2 separate regions of the Callithrix jacchus genome follow, and region 1 is linked to region 2. Evidence: chromatin contacts called from public Hi-C data. All regions are on one chromosome and are shown on one strand. The core of a region is the stretch at or near the end of the contact, and the rest is flanking DNA. Distances in the headings are between cores, read along the strand shown. Region 1 overlaps KIF1B (kinesin family member 1B). Region 2 holds the start of KIF1B (kinesin family member 1B).

The links. A called contact is a pair of places that touch in the nucleus more often than the background predicts.
Region 1: a Hi-C map of skeletal muscle shows a contact between it and region 2, with 4 times the contacts expected there. The contact joins the enhancer-like site here to the promoter of KIF1B in region 2. A contact is called at or near these places in 2 of 3 Hi-C or Micro-C datasets (both in skeletal muscle).

Annotation. Positions count from the first base shown.
Region 1 is chr7:48,126,814-48,134,319 of calJac240_pri, reverse strand. KIF1B (kinesin family member 1B) reads right to left here. Exons shown (of 47, transcript XM_078330358.1): 3 at 3,478-3,554; 4 at 1,063-1,242. Among named protein-coding and RNA genes, the nearest start is that of KIF1B, 45 kb to the right of the region's middle. Within about 2 kb of position 6,184, at least 1 of the 16 cell types and tissues checked has an H3K27ac peak or open chromatin away from gene starts, as enhancers often do. A contact at or near this core is called in skeletal muscle, where this site is marked.
Region 2 is chr7:48,080,947-48,088,380 of calJac240_pri, reverse strand. It overlaps KIF1B (kinesin family member 1B), which reads right to left and starts at 2,612. Exons shown (of 47, transcript XM_078330358.1): 1 at 2,311-2,612.

The DNA.
Region 1 (7,506 bases), core at 4,935-7,434, 42 kb before region 2:
CAACAAAAGCACCTAATGACTAATGATGCATTTCTTAAAATGTATCCCCATCCTTAAGAGATGTGTGACTGTAAAAGGAAATTTTTAAATGCAATCTTCTCATTTAATCTTTTTTTCTTTTTTTAAGTTTTTAGGTCCCAGACGGTGGCTCATGCCTATAATCCCAGTACTTTGGGCAGTCAGGGTGGCAAGATTACTTGAGCCCAGGAGTTTGAGACCAGCCTGGGAAATGTAGTAAGACTGTCTCTATAAAAATATTTTTTAAATTAGCTAGGTATGGTGGCACATGACTATAGTCCCAGCTACTCTGGAGGCTGAGGCAGGAGGATCACTTGAGCCTCAGAGGTCAAGGCCTCAGTGAGCCATGATCACACCACTGCACTCCAGCCTGGGTACCAGAGTGAGACCCTGTCTCAAATAAACAAGTAAATAATGAAGTTATTTATAAACACTTATGTCTTTCACCATTAAATCCTAAGTGAAACAAATAATGAAAATAAAAATAAATATCTACGTCAGAACTCTTCTTCATTCCCAAACAATAAAAGATCAAATACAATAATACTAACTGCTCTAAAAAAAGAAAGAGAATCTCAAAGTGTTTGATATCTAAAGTAACAGTATTAAATTAGAAAAATAAAATGAAGATATCTCCAAATAAGCTATCAAAAAAAACCCGAAAATAATCACATTTTTCAGAGGTGATCTATACATAGAATTTGGAAAAAAATCAGATCAACAATATTCACCAGGTGTCCCCAGGACTTAGAACTGAGCCTTAACAAGCTGGTACCACTTTTCAAACAATACAATAATATGGCCTTGGATATATGGCAAAATCATTACAAAACACTGACTTTCCCACCTTTAACAACAGACGTGTACGTGTCAGTCTTTCCCATTCAACTGTAAGCTCCTCTCAGGGAAAAGAATGGGTTATTGACCTTTGTGCCTGACATAAAATAATTCCTGCATAAATGTTCACCAAATAAAAATAACTGTTAAAGCAATTAAAGACTAACAGCACTAATGAGCAGATTGCTGTTTTGTTTTGTTTTTTACCTGTGGAATGATGCCAGCCTGGCTTTCTTCTTGTTTACCCATCATTGTATAAGATTTTCCAGCACCAGTCTGCCCATAGGCAAAAATACAAACATTATATCCCTCAAAGGCATGTAAGAGCATTTCCTTTCCAATGTCATTGTACACACGGTTTTGAGATGCAAAGCAGGGATCTTCAGGCTGTAAAGAGTAAAAGGAAAAAAAAAATGACCATTTATTCATATTTCTTCCTATACTTAGTTGATAGCTTCCATAATAAACAAGTGTCTGGAATCAGAACAGTCACCTAAAATTCACTTCACATTTTTAAGCTCCCTCTCCACAAATTTACTTTTCTCATTAAATACATACACATGCGCACACACACACACACACACACTCACAAACATAAGCACTAGTACAGTCATCCAGGTCAGCCATACTTAAAAATATCTACATAAAATTATCTGGCATAATTTCATTTCATTTTCTATAACTTTAAAAGTATCACTCTTTCATTCACAGAGCCAAGATTTTCTTAAGTGGAATATGAGAATAAAAGACCAAGGATCAAGTTCACATATAAAATACTTCTTTGAACTCACTCCAGCTAGTAGAACTATTTCTCAATAAACACTGCTTTCAAGGAAGAGTGTTTCCATTCTCCTCTCAGTCCCTTCCCTTGACAATTAGGCTTTGTCAATAGTTAAAAACATCTATTCCCCAGGGCTGGGCATGGTGGCTCATGCCTGTAATCCCATCACGTTGGGAGGCTGAGACAGATAGATCACTTGAGGGCAGGAGTTCGAGATGAGCCTGGCCAACATGGCGAAACCTCATCTTTACTAAAAATACAAAAAAACTAGCCAGGCGTGGTGACACACGACTGTAATCCCAGCTACTCAGGAGGCTACAGCAGGAGAATCGCTTGAATCGGAGAGGCAGAGATGCAGTGAGCCGAGATTGTGCCACTGCACTCCACCCTGGGCAACAAAGCAAGACTCAGTCAAAAAATAAAAATAAAAAAGGCAGGAAAAAACAAAACAAAAAACACCTAATAAAGAGATGAATCATGCAGAAGTAAACTCCAGGAACAATCGCTACCCTAACAAGAAGCAACATTTGGGGTTCCACACTGAGTAAGCGTACCAGAAAGGGCCCTACTCTCCATTGTCCTAGACATTGGTAATCTTTTGCTTCCCGTGTAGATCTGCAGCCTCTTTCATTCATTCATTCATTTTTGAGACAGAATCTTGCTTTGTCACCCAGGCTGGAGTACAGTGGTGTAACCTTGGCTCACTGCAACCTCCACCTCCCGGGTTCAAGCTATTCTCCTGCCTCAGCCTCCCAAGTAGCTGGGATTATGGGCACCTGCCACCACGCCCAGTTAATTTTCTTTTCTTTTCTTTTTTTTTGAGGCAGAGTTTCACTCTTTGTTACCCAGGCTGGCATGCACTGGCACAATCTTGACTCACTGCAGCCTCCGCCTCTGGGGTTCAAGCAATTTTCCTGTCTCAGCTTCCTGAGTAGCTGCGATGACAGGTGCCCACCACCATGCCTGGCTAATTTTTGTATTTTTAGTAGAGATGGGGTTTTACCATGTTAGCCAGGCTGGTCTCAAACTCCTGACCTAAGGTGATCTGCCCGCCTCAGCCTCCCAAAGCGCTAAATTACAGGCATGAACCACTGCACCTAGCTGCTAATTTTTTTTTTTTTTTGTATTTTTAATAGAGACAGGGTTTCATCTTTCAAAATGTTCAAAACTCACACTGCCTTACTACAATTAAAAAAGCAATTGGCCAGGCACAGTCACTCATGCCTATAATCTCAGCATGTTGGGAGGCTGAAGCAGGTGGAGAGGTCAGGAATTCGAGATCAGCCTGGCCAATATGATGAAACCCCGTCTCTACTAAAAATAGAAAAATTAGCTGGGTGCCTGTAGTCCCAGCTTCCTTAAACCCAGAAAGCAGAGGTTGCAGTGAGCCAAGATTGCTCCACTGCACTCCAGCCTGGGTGATAGAGCGAGACTGGGTCTCGAAAAAAATAAATAAATAACAATAATAATAATAATTTGGCATTTCCTAAGATCAATGGACAATAATGTTGGTAATGAGGATCCTAAGATACTGATAAATAAATCCTCAAGGGATGTCTAAATCAGTATAAATTTAGTGTAGGTTCAGCATAAATTTGGTGTAAGCTAAAATATGTTCTATACGTATATATATTTACATATATATGTGTGCATAAACTTTCCATCGACCAAAATACTTTCTAAGAATGAAAATGCTACTTTACTATATCAAAAAATAAACTTATGCTAGACAACACTTAAAAAACAAAACTTGGACATGCTCAGCTAAGAGAAAAGACAAATTGTCAAGGAAAGAGGAAAGGAGGCAGGAGCTGGCAGTGCTGTGGAATGAGGGTACTCACTGAGGTATGAGACCAGTAGGAATAGTCGAAGCTGAAGGATTTTGGAGCTTCCTTTGGATTCTTTGGGTTAATAATACCTAGAAGATAAAAAATGTTTCATTTTATAAGTCACTCAATTACAAGTTCTTTAGTTAAACATGTTATTCTGTGTGTTCAAAACACCGCAATCAGTAAATTCATACCACTAAATCTGAATAGGGCAACTAAAAATCAACAGGCTGGGCTCAGTGGTTCATGCCTGTAATCTCAGCACTTTGGGAGTCTGAGGCAGGCAGATCACTTGAGGTCAGGAGTTCAAGATCACCCTGGGCAACATGGTGAACCCCCGTCTCTACCAAAAAATGCAAAAAAACTATCTGGCATGGCAGTACACGCCTGCAGTCCTAGCTACTTAGGAAGCTGAGGTGGGAGGATTGCTTGAGTCTGGAAGTTTGAGGTTGTAGTTAGCTATTATCGGTCAACTGCAGTCCAGCCTATTTTGAGATCCTGTCTCAAAAAGGGAGAAGGGGAGGGGAGGGGACGAAAAAATAATCACAGTTTTAAGAGGTAATTTATACATGGAACTTAAAAAACCAGACCAACAGTATTAACTGTGTGTTACCAGTATTCGGAACTGATCCTGATATAAAGTAGATGCTCAGTAAATATTCTGTGACAACCTCTATTCTCCCTAGTTAAGTTAGCAGTCAAAATTTGGAAATGAACCACATTACTATTTCTATTCTTTTTGGAGACAGAGTCTCACTCTATTCCCCAGGCTGGAGTGCAGTGGCATGATCTCATCTCTCTGCAACCTCCACCTCCCAGGCTTAAGAAATTCTCCTGCCTCAGTCTCCTGAGTAGCTGGGATTACAGGCACCCCACCACCATGCCCAGATAATTTTTGTATTTTTGGTAGAGACAGGGTTTCCCATGTTGGCCAGGCTGGTCTCGAACACCTGACCTCAGGTGATCCACCCGTCTCATCCTCCCAAAGTGCTGGCTGGGATCATAGGCATGAGCCCCCACACCTGGCCCACACTAGTACTGCAAGGCACCTGTTAAGCACAGAAATATTGGAACACATCGGAAATGGAGCTGGGTGCAGTGGCTCACACCTGTAAACCCAGCACTTTGGGATATCAAGGCAGGTGGATGACTCGAGGTCAGGAGTTTGAGACCAGCCTAGTGAACATGATTAAACCCCATCTGTACTAAAAATAGAAAAGTCAGCCAGGCGTAGTGGTACGTGCCTGTAATCCCAGCTACTCTGGAGGCTGAGGCAAGAGAATCATTTGAACCCAGGAGGCAGAATTTGCAGCTAGCCTGGGCAACAGAGTGAGACTTCATCTCAAGAAAAAAAAAAGTGAAAATCAGAAAATTATTGAATGAATCCAACCACTGTTTGAAAGAAGCTCTTTTTAAAGATCTTACTTGCTACTTCAGAAAAGCATTTGCTAATGAAGCACTCATAACAAATGTTCCTTCTTTTTTCTAGTTTTTTAAAATTTTACAGGAGTTGCCTCCCCTCAGGATCAACTCTATTATTTCTAAAATCTACGGTTGACAAGTATGTAAACGTGTATGTATGTGTATGTACGTAATGTAGTATACAGTGGAATCACAGACTAAGTTATTTTAGAATGTAATTAACCATGCTATCAGTATTCAGAACAGACCCTGGCCTAAAGTAGACACTCAGTAAATATTCTGTTTTTTATCCTCTCTAGGTTAGTTTGCAGCCAAAATTTGGAAATGAACCATATTACAGCAAAATTATTTTTTTGACTGAAATGCACGAAGTCTCACTGCCCATGTTAAGAGTGATTTCTCATGTCATTAATCTAGCCACATTATACTTCAGGGACTGACTATGAATGCTAAAACTTAATCTTTCTCCCTCACTCATACACACAAAGCTTTAGCTCCTCAAATTTCACATGAATCTTTATGGCATGCGGTCATGAAATCTCCTCAAAGACTGGACATCTCAACCAATCCACACTTTTGAGGCAAGGCCGTATCTTAGGCTATCAGTGAGATCAGGATTAAAAAATAAATCTGTCTCGGACAGCTGCTACTCAGTACACAAATAGCAACAGTTGCTATGGTTCTTAGGATTCTCTCTCTTGCTGGATTCCACTGGGTATAACCATGCACTTATGTTCCAACCTCAAATGCTGACAGAGTATTAATAAAGCTCACACTGTACATAATCATGTGACAAGGAGACATGGTTCTAGAAAGAACACCTCTCTACATACAAATGGTAATCCAAGCAAAGCAGTGTACTTCTAACCAAAGAGGTATTAAATACAAGATTTAAAAAACAGCCAACGTGCACAGAACACTTACTCTGAGCCATAAGTACTTTCTATCTACTAACCCCTTTTTCTCCCCCCTGAGACAGGATCTCACTCTGTGGCCCAGACTGGAGTACAGTGATACGATCACAATTCCGTACAGACTCAACCTCCTGGGCTCAAGTGATCCTCCCACCTCAGCCTCCTGTGTAGATAGGACCATAGCTTCATACCATCACACCCAACTAATTGTTTTTATTTTTTGTAGCGATGGGATCTCACTGTGTTGCCCAGGCTGGTCTCAAACTCCTGGGCTCAAGCCATACTCATGCCTCAGCTTCTCAAAGTGCTGGGATTACAGGTATGAGCCACCACACCAGAACTACTAACCTATTTTATGCTCCCAACCACTCAATAAGGCAGATGTTTCATTACCCCCATTTTACAGATAAAGACACCATCAAGAGAGGTTAAATAACTTATTAATGGCTCCAGACCTAGCTAGTGCCAGATTCAGGATATAATTTTGGAGAGGTTGGCTCCAGAGTTCACACTGTTAGCCAAGACACCATCATTTAAATGCTTATTCCCTAAATGCAGCATTGCCAAGGCTAAAGGTAGGAAGGCATTTTCATTGATACATGTGCACATGTACGTGTAAGTGGCCACCCCACTAAAATCATACTATACGCATTGTTTAAAACTCTCTTTATGGGCAGGGAGCAGTGGCTCACGCCTGTAATCCCAGCACTTTGGGAGGCCAGCCAAGGTGGGCGGATCACCTGAGGTCAGGAGTTGGAGACCAGCCTGGCCAACATGGTGAAACCCCATCTCTGCTAAAAATATAAAAAATTAGCCAGGCGTGATGGTGCACACCTATATTTCCAGCTACTCGGGAGGCTGAGACAAAAGAATCGCTTGAACCCAGGAGGTGGAGGTTACAGTGAGCCAAGTCTGCATCACTGCACTTCAGCCTGGGCAACAACAGCAAAACTCTGTTTCAAAAAAAAATAAAAATAAAAAACTCTCTTTATGGCCAGGCAATGGCGACTCATACTTACAATCCCAGCACTTTGGGAGGCTCAGGCAGGAGATCACTTGAGTCCAGGAATTTGAGACCAGCGGGGCAACATGGTGAAATCCCATCTCTCCAAAAATACAAAAGTTAGCCAGACATGGTGGTGTGTTCGTGTACTCCCAGCTACTGAGGGGGCTTAGGCAGTAAGATCACCTGAGCCCAGGGAGGTCCAAGCTGCAGTGAACCAAGTGGGAACTGAGGGCCGGGCATGGTGGCTCACACCTGTAATCCTACCACTGTGGGAGGCCGAGGTGGGCAGACCACAAGGTCAGGAGCTCGAGACCACACTGGCCAACATTGTGAAACCCCATCTCTACTAAAAATACAAAAATTAGCTGGGTGTGGTGGTGGGCACCTGTAATCCCAGCTACTCGGGAGGCTGTAGCAGAAAAATTGCTTGAACCAGGGAGCTGGAACTTGCAGTGAGGTGAGATGGCGCCACTGCACTCCAGCCTGGCAACAGAGCCAGACTCCATCTCAATAAATAAATAAATAGGAACTAAGAGGATTGTAGTTCCTAAAACATGAATGACCACACAAATTCTACCAAGAAAACGGAAATGAGTGTCATACTGTGTTAGTCAGATTCTAGGTTTCAGTAGCTCAGCAATAAGAACAATAATGAGACAAGGCATGCCCTCTGAGGTAATTCTCACCCTCAAAAACATG
Region 2 (7,434 bases), core at 1,363-3,862:
GATCTTTATACTAAAGTAACTCTAAAAATTAAAAACTTACAAGTATTTCTAACTTAGGGCATGGAATTTCAAAACAGACATTCTGTATCTTATATTAGTGTAATGCAAAAAACACTAGTATCTGTTGAAGCTACAGTTGATTCAACAAGTTTTAAAAGGAAAGCTTGATGACAAAAATGACAAAAATATAGTGTGTTAAGACTATGCTTAGCAAAACCTATCCAATGTTTTTAATTTATATAAAACATATATATATATATATGGCAGGGGGGAGGGGGTTATGGTTTGTTTGTGTGTTTTTGTCTGAGCCAGAGTCTTGCTGTTGCCCAGGCTGGCCACAAGCAATCCTGCCACCTCAGCCTCCCAAACAGCTGGGACTACAGCAGGCATGAGCCACCATGCCCAGCTATTTATTTATTTATTTTTGTAGAGACAGAGCCCCACTGTGTTGCCCAGGGTGGTCTCCAACTCCTGAGCTCAAAAGATCATCCTGCCTCAGCCTCCCAAAGTGTTGGGATTACAAGGCATGAGCCACCGCACCCAGCCCAAAATTTTTTAAATAGTTCGACCTAAGAAGTTATGAGAATTTTCCATAGGCCCCTGCAAAGGAAAAAAAAAATTATGAGATTTTATTTATTAAGAAATTGAATTTGAATGAAAGCAAAGGTCACAAAGAAGAAAGCAGGCATGCCATCTCTCCACATCCTACATCTAGGATGTAGGAAAGGACAGATCTACAGACTCATGCTGAACCCAGTTACTGATCATCTCCAGACCTGCTTTACACCAACCTAACTGCAATTCTCACCTTCCATCCTCAAACAACACATTCACAACTCCACTTGCTCCATAACCCAACAACCATGCCGACGTAATCAGAAAGCACCACCTCACTTCTTAGAGGAAGACAAGAACCAGATTTGGTTTGACTAAACTAAGGAGACAAAATGCCAGCCTTCAAATAAAATAACCACCATGCTATCACCTCTGAAGAGTTATTCAAATCTCATCAGCGCACTTCTATCAGGCTCAGACAGGCACATCACGACACAAAGTGGAATGTTCAGTGGTGGCAGAACAGCTGCCCAAAGCAGTAAGAGATATGAGCAAGGGATCTGTTGACAATCTAATTTCAGCTACCTCGAGATTCCACAAAGATGACAGCCTGAGTCCTCAGAAATGCAGCCGCAAGCCTCACCCACTATCAGAGTATTCTGGTTTACTTCTTCTCTGCAAGTTGAGCAACTCTGAAAATCTATCCATCCAATGCTGTATGGCTACTAGAGGCCTCCATACTGATACAGTGGCCTTAGCAATCCTCAGATCGCGGTTTGCACCTGTAAAGCATCATCGGACCTTCCACAGCCCCCGCAATGGACGCAGATGATGAATATAAAACACGGAATTTCACCCCAACAAGAATGGAATCTTGACGGCAGTTTACCTTGGAAGCTCATTTAGCAATCAAGGAAAACAAAAAAATGATCTGGAAGCTCCATTCTGGCGTTAGGGCCAGGAATGTTTTGTGTTGCCTGAACAATGACTAGCTTGCTTAAGCAGCCTCCCAACCCCCACAACTTGGCTTCTGGTCTGGCCAGTCACCCTGAAAGCTGCCAGGGCTGTCACTCGGTGCCTTCCAGCAACTGGACTTGGCTCCTAAAGGATTTGTCAGATCATCCTCCCAATATGGCTGCCTGAGTAATCCCAGTGCTGAACGCCGAGACCACACCAGCCTTCCTCACACCTGGCCAGCATCCAACAAGCCCCCTCCCTTTCCATCTCACCCCCCTTTCCAGGCCTCGAGCCCTCGGCTCCCCCAGTGCCAAGCGATGGCCCTTCCTATCTCCATCTGGCAAAAGGGCATAACCACCCACATTCCCAGCCGAAGCCCGATGCCCACCATAAAGGGGGAAAAGGGAGAAGAAAAAAAAACGATGGCTTCAAATGGAACGGGGCCGTCCCCCAGTGCTGCAACGTGCGTGGAGCCCAGAAAACCGCCGGGCAACGGCGGGTCTAGAGGGCGCTGGGCACAGCCGGGGCCTGGCAGCGCGGGCGAAACGGAGGGCCGGTGCGGGACACTGCGGGGGCCCCAGCTGGACGCTGGACGCCAGCCCGGGACTCGCAGCTGGCCGAGAGAGGGGTTCCCACCCCCGAGGGCGAGGCTCCTGCACCCGGCCCCCGCCCCGCGCTTCCTCCCCTCAGACCCCGCCCGGCCCCCGGCCCCCGGCCCGGCCGCTCCCCGCCGCGTGAACGGCCCCCTCCCCGGTCCGGCTACCGCGGCGCCAACCCCCTCCCGCCCTGCCGCCTCACCTCAGCCGCGGTGCGGACCGACGGGCAGACCGGGTCAACAGGAGCCGAGGCGCGCGGGGGCGCTGGGGGCCGGGCACCGACGCACCTCAGCGCGAGCAGCGGCCACCGCGAGCCGCAGGGCGCCGCTCCGTAGCGCCATCACGCAGCAGCCCGGCTCCGCATAGAGGTGGGAGGTGGGCGGCGGGCGGGAGTGCGCGAGGGCTGGAGGCCGGGGCGCGGCGACGGCCGGCGGTTACGGCTGCGGAGGACTGGGAGCGGCTCCGACGCGCGCGGGCGCCTCCCAGGAGGGCTGCCGTCAGACTGCCCCGCGTAGGTCCTCGCGAAACTCCGCCTGCAGTCGCCGGCGCGGGACACCGCCCCGAGCTGGGCCTCGGCGCGTCACCTCGGCCCGCCCCGGCGCCCGCGACGGACGGAGACTGCAGCCAATCACAGAGCAGAGCTCGGGGAAGCGGGCCAATCGCAGGGGGAGCCGGGAGCGGGGCGGCTGCCGGGGGCTGCAGGGACGCCCGAGCGCCCCCTGGTGGCCACGGGGGTCCGGCGAGGTGTGGGCATGCGAGCGCCCCCTGGAGGCCCCGGTGCCGGCGCGGTGTGGGGGTGCGGGGTTGGCCAAAGCCGGAGCCAGAGTTCCCTCCCGGGTGACCCCCAAGGGCGTTCGTCGGCATCAGCCGTGCCTAGCCCACCCCGATAATTCTCCTCGTCCGGAGACAAAAGATTGACAGAGTAGAGTGAGGCGGGGCCCAGGAGTCCAGATGCTCGCGGAGGAGCTGGGATCAACATGGGAGGCGTCGCGAGTGGAGTCATTGTCTGTCTGGAAAACATCTCGCGGGCGGAACCGGCCGAACGCGGCGCGGTGGGAGCGGAACCCCGCGAAGGGATAAGCGCATCCCGCGGGAAGCTGCCGGGCCTATTCTTACCGAACCCGAGCGCAACACCTCCCACGCGCCACCTCAGGAGAGAAGGCGGAATGAGTAATGGAAAAGCATGACTTGGTGGGCATTCCACTTGTCTCCTTGGGAGACCGCGGAAGGGCCGTGAAGAGAGGAACAAACGCTTTGCAGCGTCTCTGAGTTAATGAGCCCAGCCCCCTTCTGGGAGATGCCCTTGAAGGACGCATAGTGGAAATCAGAAACCCGGAGGACACAAAAACGCGACAGTGATTTCTTTAAAATCAGATTTAGGTTCAGCTCAAAATAAAAATCTCACTGTTCATAAACAGTTCAGTTCAGTTCAGTACGTAATACAATATCGTCTTCAGTGATAACATATGTAATTATCAGGCCCAGGCTGGCACTATTACTTTATAAGGTTGTGAAATGTTTTTTATTTACTAGCAGATGTTGAAAGTAAAATCAGATTCCTTCCCCTGAATTCAATACAGTATTATTTTGAGTAAAAGACATTATTTACAATTATATGCACTAAAACATCGAAATTAATTTTCTACACTAGTAATTCTGGAAAATCTCCACCACCACTCAAGTCCTCAGATTCTTCGCTTTTATTGATCTCTTCTCATTTTATTTAGAATTTAAACTCCACCTACCGGCAAAAGGATTTGACATAGTTTACACTAAAGGATACAGCAGTGAAATTGTATGGCATTAAAATAGGCGTAAAATTCATGATAATAAAAGAAACAAGTAATAACAGACTATTTTTTTAAAGCTGTTTGAATAAGAGGCATGCCTAGAAAGAATTTTTTTTTTTTTTTTTTTTTTTTTGAGAAGGAGTTTCACTCTGTGGCCAGGTGGTAGTGCAATGGCATGCTCTCGGCTCACTGCAACCTCTGCAACCAGGTTCAAGTGATTCTCCTGCTCTGCCTCCTGAGTAGCTGGGATGACAGGCACGGGCCACCACGCCTGGCTAATTTTTGCAGTAGAGGAGGAGTTTCACGGTGTTGGTCAGGCTGGTTTTTGAACTCCTGTCGTCAGGTAATCCCAAAGTGCTGGGATGAGCCACAGGGCCCGGCCAGAAAAATATTTTTTAAAATCAGAGTCAAGGAAATACGTTACCACTGAGCACAGAACTCAGCTCTGAGCTTCCTGAGGCTAAGAGAAAAATGAAACTCCAGTAGGTTAATAAACAGGAGCTCATCAATTCAACAGTAGACACCACTTCATCCTAGGTGGACCTGGTTGCGTAAGGACTGTGATGAGCACCATGGAGAGTTACAAAAACCTGCATGACTGTATTGCTTGAGCTCTCAGTGGAGCACAATCTAAAAAGAACCTAAAATGTAGCCAAGAATCTGGCACGGTGTCTCACACCTGTAATCCCAACACATTGGGAGGCTGAGGTGGGCAGATCACTTGAGGTCAGGAGTTCGAGACCAGCCTGACCAACATGGCAAAACCCTGTCTGTACTAAAAAATACAAAAATTAGCCGGGCGTGGTGGGCATACCTGCAATCCCAGCTACTTGGGAGCCTGAGGCAGGAGAATCACTTGAACCTGAGAGGCAGAGGTTGCAGGAGGCTGAGATTGCACCACTGCACTCCAGCCTGGGAGACAGAGTGAGACTCTGTCTCAGTGAAAAATAAAATAAAAATGAAATACGGTGAAGAGGGTTATCGGCAGGAGAAGAAGCCAACCAAAGGGCACAGAGCAGGGTCAATAAAGGCAGAGAAGGCTGCTCTAGGATCCAAGGCCAATCCGCCCACTCCACATAAGCCTTTTTTGCCTCTCTGACAGATGGAGTCACTCTGCTCAGCCAGTTTCTCAGATTACAAATTCTGTACAAAAGCATCTCTTTAAAATAGTAAATAAATTACTAGAAAATTAAATTTAGTCACGACCTGGTAGGACAGTTCTCTGGAATGCAAGGACATAACATCAGAAAATCTAGTAAGGTGACGCACTGCCACGCTCCTATCACAATCACTCTCAGGTTTCTGGATACAAAATCAATATACAAAAATACAAAGTGTTCCTTTTTTTTTTTTGAGAGGGAGTCTTGCTCTGTTGCCAGGCTTTAGTGCAGTGGCGCAATTTTGGCTCACTGCTACCTTCACCTCCTAAATTCAAGTGATTCTCCTGCCTTAGCCTCCTGAGTAGCTGGGATTACAGGCGTGCACAATCATGCCCAGCTAACTTTTGTATTTTTAGTAGAGACAGAGTTTCACCATGTTGGCGAAGACAGTCTCGATCTCTTGACCTCATGATATACCCTCCTTAGCTTCCCAAAGTGCTGGGTTTACAGGTATGAGCCACCGTGTCTGACCCAAACTATTCCTTTCTAATAGAAAGACTTTATTATTATTATTATTATTATTGTTATTGTTATTATTTTAGACAGGGTCTCACTCTGTCACCCAGGCTAGAGTGCAGTGGTGTGATCACAGCTCACCATAGACTCAACCTCTGCCCCTGGTTCAATCCATCCTTCCACCTCAGCCTCCTGAGTAGCTGGGACTGTAGGCACAATTAGATGGCTAATTTTTCTATTTGTTTGTAGAGATTGGGTTTCACTATGTAGCCCAGGCTGGTATTAAACTCCCGGACTCAAGTGATCCATCAGCCTCAGTCTCCCAAAGTGCTGAGACTACAGGTGTGAGCCACCGAGCCTGGCCTTTATTGCTATTTTTAATGGCATCTTTTTTAAAAATCAAGTCTTCCTGGGCTGGGTGCAGTGGCTCACGCCTGTAATCCCAGCACTTTGGGAGTCCGAGGCTGGTGGATCATGAGGTCAAGAGATCGAGACCATCTTGGTCAACAAGGTGAAACACCGTCTCTGCTAAAAATATAAAAAGTATCTGGGCATGGTGGCGCGTGCCTGTAATCCCAGCTACTCAGAAGGCTGAGGCAGGAGAATTGCCTGAACCCAGGAGGTGGAGGTTGTGGTGAGCCAAGATCGCGCCTGGGTAACGAGAGTGAAACTACGTCTCAAAAAAAAAAAAAAAAAAAAAGTCTTCCTGGCCAGGTGCTGTGGCCCACACCTATAATCCCAGTACTTTGGGAAGTGGAGAAAGCAGATCACTTGAGCCTAGGAGTTTGAGACAAGCCTGGGCAACATAATGAGACCCTATCTCTACAAAAAATAACAAAGAAAAAAAAATTGGCCAGGCATGGTGGTATGTGCCTGTAGTCCTAGCTGCTCATGAGGCTGAGTTGGAAGGATCGATTGAGCCTGGAAGGTTGCAGTGAGTCGAGATCGTGCCACTGCACTCCAGCCTGGCACCTGGTGACAGAGTGAGACTCTGTCTCAAAAAAAATGCAAAAAGTTAGCCAGATGTGGTTGTGCATTGCCTATAATCCCAGTTACTCAGGAGGCTGAGGCAGGAGAATCGCTTGAACCTGGGAAGCAGAGGCTGCAATGAGCCAAGATCGTGTCACCAAACTCCAGCCTGGGCAAAAGAGCAAGATTCAATTGCAAAAATATATATATATGTATAAGAATAAATGAGAAAGACTTATATGGGAAAAAGGTATGCAACGTACTGAAACACACTAAAGAAGGCCTGAATAAATGGAGAGGTATTATTTATTCTGGGACAAGAAAAAAAATAAAGATGTCAGTTCTTAGCAAGTTAATCTATAAACAATTTAATTCTAATCAAAATTTCAACATTATGCATTTTCTATGGAATTTGACAAGGTAATGGTAAAATGTATATGACAAATATATTCCATGTCTTTTTAAAAAAAAAAATTCAGACCGGGTGCAGTGGCTCACGCCTGTAATCCCAGCACTTTGGGAGGTTGAAGTGGGTAGATCACGAGGTCAAGAGATCGACACCATCCTGGCCAAAATGGTGAAACACTGTCTCTACTAAATATACAAAAATTAGCTGGGCGTGGTGGTGCATGCCTGTAGTCCCAGCTACTCGGGAGGCTAAGGCAAAAGAATCACTTTAAAAAAACCGGGAGGCAGAAGTTGCAGTGAGCCGAGATCGAGCCATTGCACTCCAGCCTGGCAACAGAATGAGGCTCTGTCTCAAAAAAAAAAAAAAATCAAGATTTAGTGAAGAAACAGAGACTGCAGTGATTTGTCTCTTTAGTTTCTTTCTCTCTTTTTCTTTCTTTCTCTCTTTTTCTTTCTTTCTCTCCCTCCCTTCCTTCCTTCCTTCCTTCTTCCTTTCCTTTCCTTTCTCCCTCCCTCTCTTCCTCCCCCTCCCTGCCTCCCTCC